2 separate regions of the Columba livia genome follow, and region 1 is linked to region 2. A link is a contact called in public Hi-C data. All regions are on one chromosome and are shown on one strand. The core of a region is the stretch at or near the end of the contact, and the rest is flanking DNA. Distances in the headings are between cores, read along the strand shown.

The links. A called contact is a pair of places that touch in the nucleus more often than the background predicts.
Region 1: a Hi-C map of crop shows a contact between it and region 2, with 4 times the contacts expected there. The contact joins the enhancer-like site here to the promoter of RAB44 in region 2. A contact is called at or near these places in 2 of 2 Hi-C or Micro-C datasets (crop and liver).

What each region holds. Positions count from the first base shown.
Region 1 is chr22:5,371,335-5,375,370 of bColLiv1.pat.W.v2, reverse strand. It overlaps STK38 (serine/threonine kinase 38), which reads right to left. Exons shown (of 14, transcript XM_065038833.1): 6 at 3,656-3,779; 7 at 2,846-3,000; 8 at 1,729-1,831; 9 at 1,235-1,296; 10 at 586-703; 11 at 317-440. Among named protein-coding and RNA genes, the nearest start is that of STK38, 6.9 kb to the right of the region's middle. Within about 2 kb of position 1,685, at least 1 of the 3 cell types and tissues checked has an H3K27ac peak away from gene starts, as active enhancers do.
Region 2 is chr22:5,333,814-5,337,780 of bColLiv1.pat.W.v2, reverse strand. RAB44 (RAB44, member RAS oncogene family) reads left to right here and starts at 1,365. Exons shown (of 15, transcript XM_065038820.1): 1 at 1,365-2,152; 2 at 3,595-3,820; 3 at 3,912-3,967. The coding sequence starts at 1,926. It overlaps CDKN1A (cyclin dependent kinase inhibitor 1A), which reads left to right. Exons shown (of 3, transcript XM_005510359.4): 3 at 1-963.

The DNA of each region.
Region 1 (4,036 bases), core at 436-2,935, 37 kb before region 2:
GCTATTGTAAGACACACTGGCAAAAAGGTTTAGGTTACTTCCATGAGAAGCTTGCAGACAAAATAAAGAACACTTATACTTTTCCAGACTAGCAGCACTCCAACGGGAGCTCCTTTTAGCAGAGTTTGGTCAGGGAACCATTGATACAAATGCGTTTGATGAGGGAGGTCAGCATTTGATGCATGTGCGTAACTGTACAAAGCTGTCACAAGCATCACGGTTTTATCACATGAAACAACCTATGAGAGGCATGTAGGACAATCTGTAAGACAAGAAAATTAGGAGTATATTAGCTGGTAAACCGTATGGCTGGCACCTTAAAATAAGATCCTTTGCTTTATCAGATATTGGAACTTCTGGAGGAAATGTCAGAGTCTCCTTCCAATTCATTACTTTCTTATACGTTTCCTGAGGAGTCTCAGAACAGAATGGTGGGTAACCTGCAAAGAAAGACAAATACAGTCTTGTCTAATGCAAAAGCAGTTCCTATAGTCACTGAAGTCTAAACCAACCTCACAAAGCGGGGAGTGGGTGCTTTGAGAACCCGCCCCCAAGCATGTAACCACAGCCCAGGCGCTTTCTTACCGATCAGCATCTCGTACATGATGACCCCGAGCGACCACCAGTCACAGAGCTTGTTGTATCCCGTCTGCATGAAAACTTCAGGAGCAATGTAATCCGGAGTACCCACAGTGGAGAAAGCCTGGAGTAAATACCACTAGTTACGTATCTTTAGGGAAAACTGCCCGATATGGAGGTGGGAACTCATGCAGCTATGGTTACTTTGAGGGAGACACCGGATTGTCTCTGAACAACTCTGCTATAGGACTTTAAAGACTTTATATTAAACATAGAGGCAAAAGCAACGTGTTTGTGTGAAGAGTCTTAAAATACTGTCAGAGAAACGGGGAAGGTACTACTGTCTATATCCACCTGGGAGTGGGTCGTTAAGCCTTTGTTATCTGAAAAGAGGCACGAAGTGTTAGTTTTAGCTGGAAGGCATCAGATTTCAATTATAAATAATTACGACAGTGCCGTCTCTGGTACGTATGTCACCAGCTGCTCAACGGATGAAGGACAAACTGCAACAATTCCTTTTTTTAAAAGAAAAAGCAGGAATGTTTTATTCCAGCGTCATTCAGAACTCTGAATGGATTCATGCCATTTCAATGTGTGCTACTCGAACGCAACAGCTCAGCAGCTGAGAACGTCCCCAAGCAGGTGACACACTCACCAACTGCCGTCTATTCCTCTTCCAAGTCTCTGCTTTCCTTTTGGAATTCATGTTCTGAAAAGCTAAAGGAGATTGGAATAAATGTGACTGAACGTTACAGGTCACCCAGCAGACATTTCACCCCAAAACCATGACCCTAAAAATCACATTTATGACATCAAGGTACCAGGGACTCAGCTGTCCTGCTAAGAGGTGACAGCTCCCGGTGCTCATCGCTGGCCCATACGGCCAAAGTTTATCAAGTCTTTCATTAGTGATCCATTATCAGTGTTATTCCCCTTGAGAAAACAACTGAACATTCCAAGAGACTGTGTGCTCACTTCTGATCCCAATAACACGCGAGATACAGCCAGCACCCACCAAAACACAGGAGTTTTCATTCCAAATCACGCTTCAAGATGCAATTATGTCGATTATTGGATCCCCCGGCAGCCTTGTAACCTCAGGCTGAAATGAGTTAAGTCACCAAGAGCGAGTGAGGCCAAGGGACTTACTGAAGTCGCTGGGAAGACTTTGGTTCAAGTTTCTATAGAATTCTGTTCTGTGGGCTTTCTTCAGTCCAGTACACAGACCAAAATCCGAGAGTTTCACGTGGCCCTAGAAACAAAAACACAAGCACAGGATGAGATATCGTAGCAAATACACTTTCCTCCTTTTTCCCCTCCCTTGATTTTGTGTAACAAATAGATGCTCTCTCCTTGCATTCCTCGGTTAGCCTCAGGCTGGATGTGGACACAGAATCAAGCTATTCATATTCTTATCACTCCGCAGGGAGAGGAAACGTCTCCAGAGGGAGCTGTAGCCCCTGAATTGCGCATTGTAGGTAAAAATAAACTATTTAAATTCACAGACTGGCTCTGTCCTAGTGCACAACACGACCACACCGACTACATGCAATTTTTAGATGTATATCAAACTATAAATCCTTTTCAAAGACCTAAAATTATCTACATTTAGATGTAGACATGTTGAATTACATTAGTAATTCCAACAGTGCATTATTAGCTGGCAACTCGTGATGTATAATAATGTACTGTCGGCAAACGCTTTCCAAACAAGCAAAACTTTAAATAAGCTTGTAGTGAGCAATAGGAGGAGAGTGAGACAACTGAGCTTTCTGCAAACTGCCTCCACTAGGCAGCTCGAAGCGAGCGGGCGAGCTGGCCCGCCTGCAGAAACACGGCCCCATCCCGAGGGAGACAACAGCTCTCGCTAACGGGACAGCGACGTCCTTCACATCTGACACCATCATCAGCCCCAGAGCCGGTGAGTGTCACAGATGCGAGACCAAAAGGAAACAGCTTTGACCAAGACGGGAGAACTGAAACTCTGTGTGAAATTGCAGCTGGAATAACCAGAAATAGCTTCAACAACCGTCAGAAGAGAGCTCATAAGTGAGACATGAATAGAGCTGGAGGAGAAGACTTTCCTGGCTTGGGTGTTTGGTTTGGTTTGGTTTGTCTTTGTGGTGTTGGTTGGCCCTCAAAAGCTAAAAGGAACAGGGCTAAGAAAGAAGCAGCATCGTCTTTCTCAACTCTCAACACTAATTCAGATCAATATCAGAAATCCCAAGACCTCTTTACTGCGCCACAGCTGGTGCTTAGTCCCTACCTTGCTATCCAGAAGAAGGTTGTCTGGTTTTATGTCCCGATGGATAAAACCCAGCTGATGAATGGAATCGATGGCCAGCACGGTCTCAGCTATGTAGAACTGCGTCTCTTCTTCCGTCAGAGTGTCTTTCTTCATCAACAGCGTCATCATATCACCTAGAAACCCCCACAGCAAACAGCAAAGGTAAATACACAAACTCCACTCCTGCTCATTTTGAAGACACTTGCAAAGAAAATAATCAACCTATTTAAAACCTCAGGAAACCTAAATTGATTTCATATGAAGTAACAGAGTTCCCCAGCACCTCTGTCACAAACTCTATCTCCCCTTGCATCGCTTGTACTGTAGTTGCTTTCAACTGGGACGAGTAAATAGCATAAAGATGCAACGTGTACATGTATAGAAGCATCCCTTAAACCAGAATCAGCTCTGGACTGCCGCTCCTGCCTAAACATCTGAATCACACGTTAAAATGGGAACTTTCAGCTCCAGAGCTGTTACACCAAACAGATTGCACTCGTGCACTGTCATCTCGGAAAGCATTCTTGTGGTTTCATTAGCCACATTTATTATAGGCTTTCAGCATATCTTTCTTATTAAGTGAATTGCAGCTGCGTTATCATTTGAGGACAAACATCATCATTATGCTCTGAAAAAAAGACCTTCAAAGATCCTCTTGCCGCGAGCCAGCTAAAAGCAAAAGGTTAGCAAACCCAAAAGCTGGTTCTGATCTATAGATCCATTTCATTCGAAATTAAGATAGAAATCCCCAAAGAGGAGGAAAGTAGCCTTTGGATTTCGGGGGGTTACCTCCGGGCAGGAACTCCATGATCAGGTAGAGGTTCAGCTTGTCCTGAAAGCTGTAGAACATTTTCACCACCCACAAGCTGTCTGCCTCCACCAGGATGTCCCGCTCCGCTCGGATGTGGCCAACCTGGGGGTACACGCGTGCGTCCCGTCACATACAACTCTCTGGTTTATAATGTGCCTTATTCTTTCACAGGCAATTCAAGTGTTATATTGAAAAGAGCGGTCAGACGCCATCAAAACTTCAATAGTTACACTCCTCGATATTTCCGGGTAATAAAATGGCATCGTATACCATTCGAAAGGCATTAGAGATCGTTTGAAACCCTGTTCTGAGCATTGAGTTCCATACAACAGCCTGCGGCTCCTCCTGTGACCCTCTTT
Region 2 (3,967 bases), core at 116-2,615:
CTGGTGGCACCAGATATCTTTAAGAAAGGGTCACCCACATGGATCGTAGAGCCCTGGGACAGCCTGGCCCTGAGGCCTCCCTTGCTGCTGGCACATGGGGGTGTCCTGTTCCCAGCAGGATGGACCCGGGGTGGCAGGTCCATGCGCAGAACCAGAATAACAATGACGTGTGGGCTGCTCCTCCCCACAGCTGCTTGGAGGAGGAAGCGCTGTCCCTGGGCAGCCCCTCCCTTCGGGTGACTCACCGGTGCTGTCACCCATCAGTTGGTGACAAACCCGCTGGAGGTCCCCAGCGCTGGGCTCATTGTGGGACCAACACTGCCTGGGAGGCTTCGGGGTTCCCTGGACTCTGCTGACCCAAAATCCCACTTTCTTACCTTGTTCTTGGCTTGTTGAGTGGTGCTGCTTGTCCTGCTGTTCCTGCTCCCTCAGCACTGACTGGGCTGGGGACCTGGCCGGGTTGGGCTGCTCGAGGGAGGAAGGAATCCTGCTCACCAGCAAGGATGACATTGAAAGATGAAATTGTAGCTTTTTTCCTGGACTTTTTCTCCTTTGGGGTTGGGGGGAGAGAGGACCCTCACCTGGCTCTGTCTTCGATGGCCTCTGGGACCAAGTGATGTCCTGGAGCGAATGCTGCTTGGTCCCAGCTCTGAAGGATGAGTCCCTGCCCTTGAAGGACTCGACACTGTCAGGTCTCAGCACTTTTGTGGGGTTCATCTCCTTCTCTGGTGGATTTGGGCTCTGGAAACTGGTGCAAGATGGTCCCAGGCAGAAAAGGAACGGGGTCAGCCTCCCGCCTTGCACTGCCATGCACTTTGCTGTCAGAGAAGCTGGCAAGCTCCCAGCACTAAATGTTTATTTATATATATTAAAAAATAATTGCTATTAAGTGTATGTGGGGGGCGAAGGGGAAATCCCTGTTTGTCTGTAAGTTAACTCTGAATAAACACTTGTGTAAGGGAATTGGTGTCTCTGTGTTAATGGGGATAACTGTGCTGGGTCGGGCTGCGGGAGGAGGATGCTCGGGGGGCCTGGGGGTCACTGTGGGGGTGCAGCCCTGAGCTGGGGGCTGTCCCTGGGCTGGGGGGGAGCAGAGGAGGCTGCAGCACAAACCTGGCTGTGGGTGGAACATCATCAGTGCAGGTGGATGAGGGGCTGGGGTGGCTGAGGGATCTGCTTTGCTCAGAGTGAAGAGGAAACAGCTGAGCCCTGAATTTGCCCACAAATGCCCAAGTGTTGCACCCGAGCTGGCTGCAGCTTCCTTAGGTGAAGCAGTAAATGGGGGGGAGCTGGGGGGTGAGATGGGGCACAGCTGGTTCCTGTGAGAGATTCCAGCAGCTTGATGGGGAGAGACGAGCAGAGCACCAGCCTGTGAGCCAGTGTGCGTTGATCCTAATTATAACCTAATGATAACACTTTATAACACTTTGTATTTCACCTTGTTATTATTTTAAGATTTTACTTGGGTTTTTTTCCCATTTTTCAGTTGAATTGGGGCAAAAATGCGTGTGAGTGGCCCGGTTCCTGCCCTCGCACAGCGGAGCGGTTGCAGACTGTGGGCAGCCCGTGGGTTTGGTGCTGCCTCTAAAGCTCATTTCATAATTCAGGCAGGAGCCTTGGAAAACAACATCAGTGTGAGCAGCACAGCGGGGGACATCTCCACATTTGGGGCCAAAGAGTGTATTTTTCAGGTTTGCTCTGTCTTTGGTGGGATGTGATAATCTGTGATTTTATAGTCTTGTACTGTGGGTTATTTGAACTCTTAAAAATAACATTTGTTGTTTCTCTGATGCTTTTTCTGTGCACAAAACTCCTTCCAGCCTTGGGCAGACCATTGCAAACAAGGGAAGGATGGGAACTTCTACTGCAGTTCCCAGTGACACCAGCAGTGCCTTTGCTTTGGGAACTGGGGGGACAGTGACCCCATGTGCGTCCTTCCCGCACCCCGCTCGCGAGGCAGCAAACAGGAAACGTGTGAGCACCAGCAGTTGAGCATAACCCCAAAACGGAAAGTCGCCTTGAGCAAGAGACAAGATGAGAGCTCGGGGCAGGTCGGGTGCCCTCGGTGCGGGACCCGCATCCCTCCCGGCCCGGGGAGCCCCGCTGCCCCCCGCGCCCCGAAACTGAGGGTCCCTCTCGGCACACGGGAAAGGTAAGACGTGCTGTTCCGGGGAGAGCTCGTGTATTGCTTTAAAAAATAGAAAAGCAAGGGAAATACGAGGTTTTGCTCACAGCTGGTGAGCCGGGGGGATTTTCTTGGTGACTGTGGTTGGGGGCAGCAGGGCGGCGGGTTGCTGGGAGCTGGTGATGCTGGGGGGTGCGTGGTTCCCCCTCCTTGTTCTGTGCCTCTGTTGTGTGGTGGGCAGGTAGCTGGGGGCTCCCTGTTGCCTTCAACACCCCCACTTGTCCCCCGGAGCTGCTGGGGGGGTTGGGGCTCCCATAGAGGCTGAGACCACTGTAAAGGTACCCGGGTTCTGTCCCTGGTTTGCTGGGTGTCCTGTGGGGCTCCAGGGGCTCCTTGAGACCCTCTCATGTCCACATGTTGCTTGTGGACGCTTTAAGGGGAAGGGGACGCTTTTGGGGCCAATTCCCACACTTCCAGTGCACACTGGGGTTTAGCAGAATTGCTGTTCACACTGCAAAAGGGGCAGGGGGCTGGAGTGGCTGGGGGGCTGAAAGCTGTGACCATCAGACGTGGCCCAGGTTGTCGTGGTTTCCTCTGCTCATTTTTTTGGCTTTGCCACGCAGAGAACAGCCCCTCGTGGGGGTGGCGCAGCGGCTGCTGGTGACATTGCCACCCACCCAGGGCAGGGGGAGGGGAGCAGGGGGGTTCCAAGCTCAGACCCCATAAGCTGCGGTGAGTGCGCAGGCGTTGATGGAAAATCCTGCCCGTGGTCCCGCTCGGCTCTGCCCGGAGGTGACTCACAGCTCTGAAAGCCGGGGGAGGAATTGTAAAAGCTGCTGGTGAGCTCTGAGAAAGCAGGTGGAACCAGCATGTTTTGCCCAGAGCTCCAGCATCACCTTAGAATCATAGAATTGGTTTGGTTGGAAAACACCTTTAAGATCGTTAAGTCCACCCACTCCCCCACCCCTGGCCCTGCCCTGTGTCCTGAGAACCTCATGTCCGTCTGTCCAGCCCTCCAGGGATGGTGACTCCAGCACTGCCCTGGGCAGCCTGTTCAATGCCCCACAGCCCTTTGGGGAAGAAATTGTTCCTAATATCCAGCCTTGGCTGGTCCTTTGCTGGTGTCACCTCCCGGATGGCCCTCGAGCCCCAGTGGTGCCCTGCGTGATCTCCATCGCAGGGACAGAGCGTGGGGACATTTGGGATGGGCCCCGGTGGCAGGAGAAGCTGCTCGCCGGCGGGTGCTGGGCTCGTGGCTGTTGCTCACTGTGGGTCAAGGCTCCATTTGCCCCGTGCAATCGCAGATAAGCGCCTCTCTTCCTATTGCCAAACCCTGGGGCCATTTACGCCACCCAAAATGAATTTCCAACTCAGTCTTTCTCTACAATCTCTCATCAGGCTGGAGCAAAAGTCTCCAGCAAGGAGAGAGCCGGCTGAGGCTCAGCACCCACCAGTTTGCCCATCGGTAGGAGTGAAGCGGGAGCCATGGCTGAGCGCCGGGCAGCTGGCAAGAGCCGGCGCTTGGGCTCCAGCCGGCGCAAGCAGCTGCACAACAGCTCTGGTGAGACCCCAGCACCAGCCCCCAGCCCCGGCGAGGAGCCACCATGGGCATCCGAAATAGTGCAGAGGGTGCAGGAGCTCCTCAGGGAGCGGGACAAGGAGCAGGCGGGGTTCATCACCCGCTCGGACATGCAGGTAAGTGATGGGGATGTCTTCTTGGGTCAAATGCCACCGAGGTGGCTGGATGATGGGGAGGTTTTTCCCTCCTGATTTGTTTTGCTTTTAGAAATTGCAGGAGGAGGATTTCCCGTGCAGCACGGAGGAGCTGGAGCTCATCTTCGA